Linked DNA regions of Mus musculus: region 2 is linked to region 1. Evidence: chromatin contacts called from public promoter capture Hi-C data. All regions are on one chromosome and are shown on one strand. Each heading gives the region's core, a stretch centred on a gene start, on an enhancer-like site or on the middle of the called end of the contact. The rest is flanking DNA. Distances are from core to core; before and after follow the strand shown.

Region 1 (3,806 bases), core at 662-3,161:
TAGGAATGTTTCAGGGAAAGATGTGTAAGTGCTTTTTGGCTTTGAGATTGTTCCTCTATTTCCAGCAAGCCCAAACTCCACATCTACTGCCTAATGCAACACTTATAATCACCTGGGGGTCAGCCTTCCTGATTTAGCAGTTCCACTTCAGGTTCACCTGCTCAAGCCTGGGCCTCCTGGGACTGACGGTACCTTTTTCATACGATGGTATTTCCATGCAAACCAGAATGGGAGCGCCAACTCTGTCTGCAAGCTTCTGGATTCTGGCACTTCCGGTCTTGACACATAGAACAGTCAGCCCAAAGTGGCAAGGACCTACAGCAGCAGCCTGGACAGCAGAGCCAGCAGCTCCTGCCCTGAGTGGCCAAGTCCAGTCCATGAAGCAACTGTGAGTGTAGAGAAAGCTTACAGAGCAACTCAGTCTTGGTCTGACTGTCACAGTCTGTGGCTGCCGAGGTTTCTTTTCCTGTTGCGTTTCTTCATCATTGCTCTTTCTTAAAAATGGGCAGGGACTGGATTTAATTCACTCATTAATGCATTAAGTCAGATAATTAAGTTGGGGCAGAATAGCTATTAAGCTTCCATAATTCATCTGGAAGTTTCATAATGAGCCCTCCTGCCATTATTTTTTTTAATTTATATATTTATTTTGCAACATAAAACATGCCAAGTGGAGTCTGAGGGATGAAAATGATATGCAGAGTTTGTGCCTAAAATTCTGAAATGAAGTTACTCTGTGTATCATCACTCTTTCATTCAAGCAATCAGCTTGAAGTACTGAGCATGCGTATAGAATCCTGGAGCAAAGGGGACATAGGAATGGAGAACATATTTACTAGCTATTGTGTGACACTATTCCTAGGGAGACATCCGCTCACCTCAGATACAGAAGTGATGACAGGCTGTAAGGAGATTATCAAAGTCCAATTTGGTGAACCAATGAGTTTTTTTTGTGGGGGGGGATACTTACAAGAATATGAGTGATGGGTTATTTTTAGAAGCAGAAATGACTCAAAGACAGCAGCATCAACAAAAGCCCATCCCAGCATGGGTCATGTAAGCTGGAAACCTGGAGCACACTGCCAAGCCTGAAGTCAGCTCTATGGGTTGGAGTGTTTTTCTAGGTAATTAAGTTGGTCTGTGAGGCTCTTTCAAGTGACTCAGCCCATCTAAGAGTCTCTTAGCAGTCCCATGCTTATATATGCTTGCGAAAAGAGGAGCCCAGCAAGTCTGGTCGTTTGTAGGGACTTCCTGAGGCTATTGTGTTGTTTAGTCCTCAAGCTACAGGGTGAGGTATTTCACCTTCCCTTAGAGCACCTTGTTATTTTACCTCCATTTTAACATCTTGCATCCTGAAGAGCTTCTCTCCAAGGTTTTGACATTAGAGGAATCTGCTATACAACACAAGCAATGCTAAGAGTCATCTAAACAATAGCAGACTCTTTTTTTTTAAGTATTACTGTGTGTACATGATATGATATATGGGTGACTGTATGATATGTATGTGGGTGCACATGCCACGATGAGCATGGGGAGAACTGTGGAGCCAGAGCCTTCATGTGTGTTCCAGGGCTTTAGCTCAGCTGGTCCAGTTTGCATCATCAGCTACAAACACCTTTCCTTCTAGGCCAGCTCCCCAGCCCCAGTATCCAATTTCTGGTAATCCCTGTCTCCAGTAGCTTACAATGAGGAGAGGAGATGATCTGCACAGAGACAAGTGTAAGTCTAAATTTAAAACCTAAGACAGTGTAGCAATGTTAAGAAAGACAATGGGGCTTAAGGCAAGTGTGGATTGTAAATGTGAACGCATATTGTCACTAAAGCCCTTCTTCTAAAACAGGCTTCTGGCCTGCTCAGCCTGGAAGGCTATGTTCATAGGGGCTCTCTGCCTTGAGGAAGGTTTCTATGGCAACAGGAGCTGCTTCCACTGTATACCAGCTGTGCAAACCTGATAGCTGCTTGGCTCCTGCATGCACTGTATTTCTTCATCTGTAAAATGGCCACGAGTTACAACCATTTCCTAGAGTAGCTAAAATGTTTGAATGAAGATAAGGTATTTAAGCCATCAGCACCTTGTATGCATGCAGATGTGACAATATTATGGTCTTCATGAACAGAGGAAAATAGGTGAGCTCCCAGGTCTGCAGCCAAGCATGGTCCAAGCCGCCTGCTATAGGACAAGAGGAATCAGCACGGGTTGTCAGCCCCCACTCTCCACCAGGAGCATGTGGGACACAAAGAGAAACAAATAGGGACAGGATACAATGTAGCCAGCTTCTTTTGTCCCTGTTGTCATTGTTCAAGAGGACCCAGGAGAGTTTCCTTTGTCCTGCCTTCTAATTGCTCTCTATTCAAATGTGTTGAGGTGCTGGGCACAGGCACTGAGGCCAGGCTTCAACCTTCTTGAATGAGAATTAAAGGAATTAAAGGAAAAATTCTTTAATCAGTGAGTTGCTATTGCCTAAAGAAACCCAGTGCTGATCAGAAATATTTCATGGTTTATATAGGGTTAGGCATTGGCATAATTTTGTGGCCATATTAGGGTGATTTTTTTTATCCCCATCCCAAAGGATACATTTCTCAAGACTAAGCAAGTTTTACAGAAGCTGATATCTGCAGTTTTATCCCTAAACATTAGGCAGAGCTCAGGGAACCCTAGCAGACAAGGAGGGATTGAGGACACCAGGAGAACATGGCCCACATGATCAACTAAGCAGGGCTCATAAGGGCTCACAGAGACTGTAGTAGCAACCATAGATTCTACATAGGTGTGCACTAAGTCCTCTGGGTATATGTTATGGTTGTATAACTCAGAGGTTTTGTTGGGAGTGTTGGCTGTCTCTGCCTCCTTTGCCTGCTTTTCAGACCCCTTTCTTCCTTCTGGGCTGCCTTGTCCAGCCTTGATGTGAGGGTTTGCATCTAATCCTATTGCAGCTTGTTATGCCATGTTGATATCCCTGAGGGCCCTGCTCTTTTTTTGAAGGGAAACGGAAGATCCTGGATTCCACCGATCTGGGATAGAGAAGAGGTTTTGGGGGAAACTGGGAAGGGTAGAGGGAGGGAGATAGTAGTCGAGATGTGTTATATGAGAGAAACAAACAAACAAACAACAACAATAATAATAAACAATGACAGTTTTATCTTTAGCAAACAGAACTTGGGGTCTGAGTAGATGCTGGTGAGAGAGGAGCAGATGTGACCCTTTCCAGAAACAGAGAAGGGGACAAGCAGTTTGCAAAGGCTGCAATCAGCAGCTCAGCATTCGTCGTTCTGTTGTCTCAGCTCACAGGAAGACGTCTGTCTTCTGTTTCCTTATTCCTATGTAACCTAATATTTCCTAAGGAATCTCAAACATATCTAACTAATGTGAAAGCTTGCTGTTTTCCTTGTCTCCTTCATAGGCAGAGACTGGCAGGGTCTTCTGCTTATTTCTCTGTACACTACATGATCTTAGACGCCATGGACCCTAGGGGCACTCTCTTTCAATGACTGTTTTGTGAAAAATCCTGACATAACCCATACCACATGGCTTGCTTTTTTAGATGTTTTGCAACTCTGACCGACCCCACGAGCATAAAAGCTGGACCTAACCTGCTTTGTGTGCTGACCGCAGTGTTTTGCCTACAGCAGTCTGTGGTCAGTACCGTCAAATTTGGGAAAGGTGATTTTCTAGGGTCAGCGATAAGCTTGCTGTTTAGAAGATAGCCCTTCAACACTAAATAGTGGAAATCTTTCATGTTATATAATCTTAGCCTTGCGTGTGGTTTCAGTTCATTTCCAGCAAGCACGTGAGACCCTTCCGTCTG
Region 2 (3,806 bases), core at 392-2,891, 220 kb after region 1:
GGTCCAGTTCTGGCAGCTTTCATCCACCCCACCTGGCCGCTGTCTACCAGCCCAGCTCGTTCTAACCTTTGTGTGTGTCTCTACCCAGGGAGATAGGCTGGGAGCCAGCCTATGGAGCAGCAGTCTGAGAAGTGGGCGAGTGTGAGAGGGGACATCTCTGGAGTGTTGAAGACTGACAGTTCATGTGTGTCGACTGCAGGTGCATTTTCTTTGTGGATGTACATGTGTCTATTCCCATTTGCTTATGTGCAGAGTTGTGTACGAATATGTTTGTGCAGGCGGCCAGGGCTCAACCACAGGTGTCATTCCACAGAGCCATCGGCCTTGTTTGGGTTTTGCCTTGAGACAGGGTCACTGAAATAGAGCTAGCCCTTTTGGTTAGGCTGCTCTGGCCTAGCCAGTGAGCTCTCAAGATCCACCTGTCTCCCCAACCCACCAACCCAATGCTGGGGTCACAGGCACTTGCAGCCATACCCAGAGATGTACATGGGGGCCAGGTCCCTCTACTTACAAAGTACTCTTTCCTACTAAGCTGTCTGTCTAGCTTTCCACCTTTCCTTTTCTCCTTCTTTCTTTCTTTCTTTCTTTCTTTCTTTCTTTCTTTCTTTTCTTTTCTTTTCTTTTTCTTTTTCTTTTTTTTCTTTTTTTTTTTTTGAGACTGGCTCTCTTACTGGCCTGAGGCTTGCCCATTTGGCAAGGCTGGCTGGCCATAGAGCCCAAGGGATCTGCCTGTCTAGGCCGTTCCAGTGTTGAGATTACAAGCCGCCATGCCTGACTTTTTTTTTTTAAATTACATTTTAATTAGTACATAACAGTGTGTGTGGATATGGGTGTGTTTATATGCATGTGGAAATGCATGTACCATTGTGTGCATGTCAAGATCAGAGGACAACTTCCAGGAGTTGTCTCTCCTTTCCCTATGTGAGTTTCAGGACTTGAACGGCAGCCATCAGGCTCTGCTCCGTGCCAAGTGCTTTTACTCGCTGAGCCATCTTGCCCGCCCACCTCTGGGGGTGTGGGGACATCTGGGTCTAGAACTCAGGTCCTTATATTTGTTTGGCAGATGCTTGGCTGAGCCAACTTCCCAATCCCAGATATATTTTTTCTTCTCATCTTACTGATGAGGACATTTAGGTTAAGTGACTGGCAAGGTCACATAACAGACCTGAGAATCGGGGCCCCGGACTAGATCTCTCCAGGCTCAAGCTTCCTCCACACTCTGCTTCCAAAGGGGAACCAACCTCTGGGTAGTGGCTCTGTTCCTGCCACTAGCCCCTCCATTGCCTCCCCACTCTTCCTGTCCCATTCTTTTGTACTCTCACCTGTACAAACTGCTCCAGGGCCTGCTGGTCTAGGCAGGTGTAGTTCTCTAAGAAGCGTAGCTTTTCCAGCTGGAACTGGTCCCTGGATTGAGCCTCTGCCTGCTTCTCCAGCAGCTGGAAGATGGTGGCCCCAAGCAGTAGGTAGCAGATATAGGCCAGAAGCAGGGGCAATACTTGGCCACCCCAGCAGCCGCAGACCCCAGCACGGGGCATGATGTGGCCAGGACTCTGCAGCAGCTGTCAGGGTGGCTGTGAAAGAGTTGGAAGAGGTGAGAGCCCCTGCCACTGCCTGCCCTGTCCTCCACCGCACAGGTGTCTGCGGCAGGGGAGTCTGTTTGAACAGTGTGGTGTGCAAACAGGCCTGCCATCCCCCACCCAGCCTTGTTTTTCCATGCAGAGCAGCAAGGCAGCAAATGCTTGGGCCCCTCAGGGACACCTATGAGCTCTTCCTGAGCTCATCTGGTCTTAGCTTCTGCTCCCAAGTGAGGCTGAGTGTCTGGGAGAGAATCTGATCAGGAGCCCACTCTGCTGGGACTGAAGGGATCTTGACAACTTCAGATTCCTCACTTGGGAAGGCTCTCGGCTCAAACACAGGAGGCTGGGAGGGAAGGCTCACGAGGGTGTGGGTTGCCCTTGCTTACAGAAGGGAATGGGGAGGATTGACCTGCCTATTGGGGGAACCTGGGACTGAGTAAACCAGAGTAAAACAAATCAAAGCAAAGTAAACAGGCAGATGACAGCCTTGCTTAGCAGCATTATCAATTGGTGCTACTGATACATGGACAGCCCTGGTTACCACCAGCTATCACTTTGGCCAATGGTTGGTCTTGTTTGAGACCCTTGAACAGGTTGTCTGAGGATGCTGAGCTCAGGAGATGAAAGTGGGGAGAAGACAGAACCGGACATGAGCCTCCACCCATATATTACTGTTGGTGACTCCTTTTTTTCCACAGGAGGACCCATAGTGCCTCGATTGATCTTTGGTAGATGCGACTACTTTACTGACATTATACAATAATTCACCTAACATACTGTGCATGTGTGCAGTTACTGATTTATTTTTTTCTTTTTAGTTGTTAGCTTAACCTTCAACAGCTGACCCGTCTCTCCAGATTTATCTATCTAGCTATCTATCTATCATCTATCTTCCTGTCTGCCTGCCTGCCTGCCTGTCTTGTTTTGGTTTTAAGACAAAGACTCAATGTAGCCCTGGCTGGGCTAGAGCACGGTATGTAGACCAGGCTGGCTTTAAATCCACACAGATCCACTATCTTCTGAGTGCCAGGATTAAAGTCATGTGACACCATGACCAGCTATCCCATTTTATTTATTTAAAAATATTTATTTAGCTTTATTTTGTGTGTATGGGTGTTTTGCCTGCATGTATGTCTGTGCAGCATGTGCAGGCCAGAAGAGGGTATCAGATCCCTTGGAACCTGAGCTGCAGGTGGTTGGGTGCTGGGAATGGAGCCTGAGTCTTCTAGAAGAGCAGATAGTGTGTGCTCTTAACCACTGAGCCATCTCCTCAGGCTTACTGTTTATTTCTTAATATTTATTTTTATATATGTGTGTGTTTGTGGGTGTGGATGCATGCATGTGTGGGTGGGTACCCATAGAGTCCAAGAGGGCGCCAAATGTCCTGAAGCTAGAATTACAGGCAGCTATGAGCTAACAAATGTGGGTACTGAAGTTTTAACACTGAAACACCTCTTCAGCCCACCCCCTATCTTCCTTTGAGACAAGATCTCATGGAGCTCAGGATGACCTCAAACTTGGCATCTAGCGGAGACTGACCTTGAGCTAATGCTCCTCTTGTTCTCCACATCCTTGGGGATGGGATTACATGTGTGCACTCCATGCTTGGTTTATAGGATGCTGGGGTCTAACCTAGGGCTTGATGAGCGCTAGGCAAGCATCCTACCAACTGAGCCACATCCCTAGCCTGTGTGTTTGGTGCCTGAGGCACTTAGCACAATCTTGTTTGCACATCCTTTTTTGTTTGTTTGTTTGTTTGTTTTGGTTTTTTGAGACAGGGTTTCTCTGTATAGCCCTGGCTGTCCTGGAACTCACTTTATAGACCAGGCTGGCCTCGAACTCAGAAATCCACCTGCCTCTGCCTCCCGAGTGCTGGGATTAAAGGCGTGCGCCACAACATCCGGCTTGTTCACATCTTGTTTGTGAGGCTCCCGACTTGGATGCTGGGCACTAACCCTTATTTCCTCTGGTAGAACAGGAAGTACTCTTAACTGCTGAGCCATCTCCCCAGATGTATCTATTTATATTTATACATAAATAAATTTTATTGCTAAAAACAAAACATCTTGAAAAGTAGAAACCTTCTGGCTCAGTGGTTTTCATAGGACCTGGGTTGAGTTCCCAGCACTGCTGCGGCAGCTCACCACCCTCTGCAGCTGTAGTCCCAGGGGATTCAACACCCTTTTCTGGCCTCCTCAGGCACCAGATGCATGTAGTGCACAGGCAAAT

Evidence for each region. Promoter capture Hi-C pulls out the DNA fragments that hold promoters and counts their contacts.
Region 2: a contact with region 1 is called in a promoter capture Hi-C map of embryonic stem cells, with 4 times the contacts expected there. The contact joins the promoter of Kcnk16 here to the enhancer-like site in region 1. A contact is called at or near these places in 10 of 39 promoter capture datasets (the C10 cell line, the HPC-7 cell line, cranial neural crest and 6 more).

What each region holds. Positions count from the first base shown.
Region 1 is chr14:20,046,415-20,050,220 of GRCm38.p6, forward strand. No RefSeq gene overlaps it. Among named protein-coding and RNA genes, the nearest start is that of Saysd1, 35 kb to the right of the region's middle. Within about 2 kb of position 1,912, at least 55 of the 459 cell types and tissues checked have an H3K27ac peak or open chromatin away from gene starts, as enhancers often do. A contact at or near this core is called in embryonic stem cells, where this site is marked.
Region 2 is chr14:20,267,628-20,271,433 of GRCm38.p6, forward strand. It overlaps Kcnk16 (potassium channel, subfamily K, member 16), which reads right to left and starts at 1,642. Exons shown (of 5, transcript NM_029006.2): 1 at 1,323-1,642. The coding sequence starts at 1,535.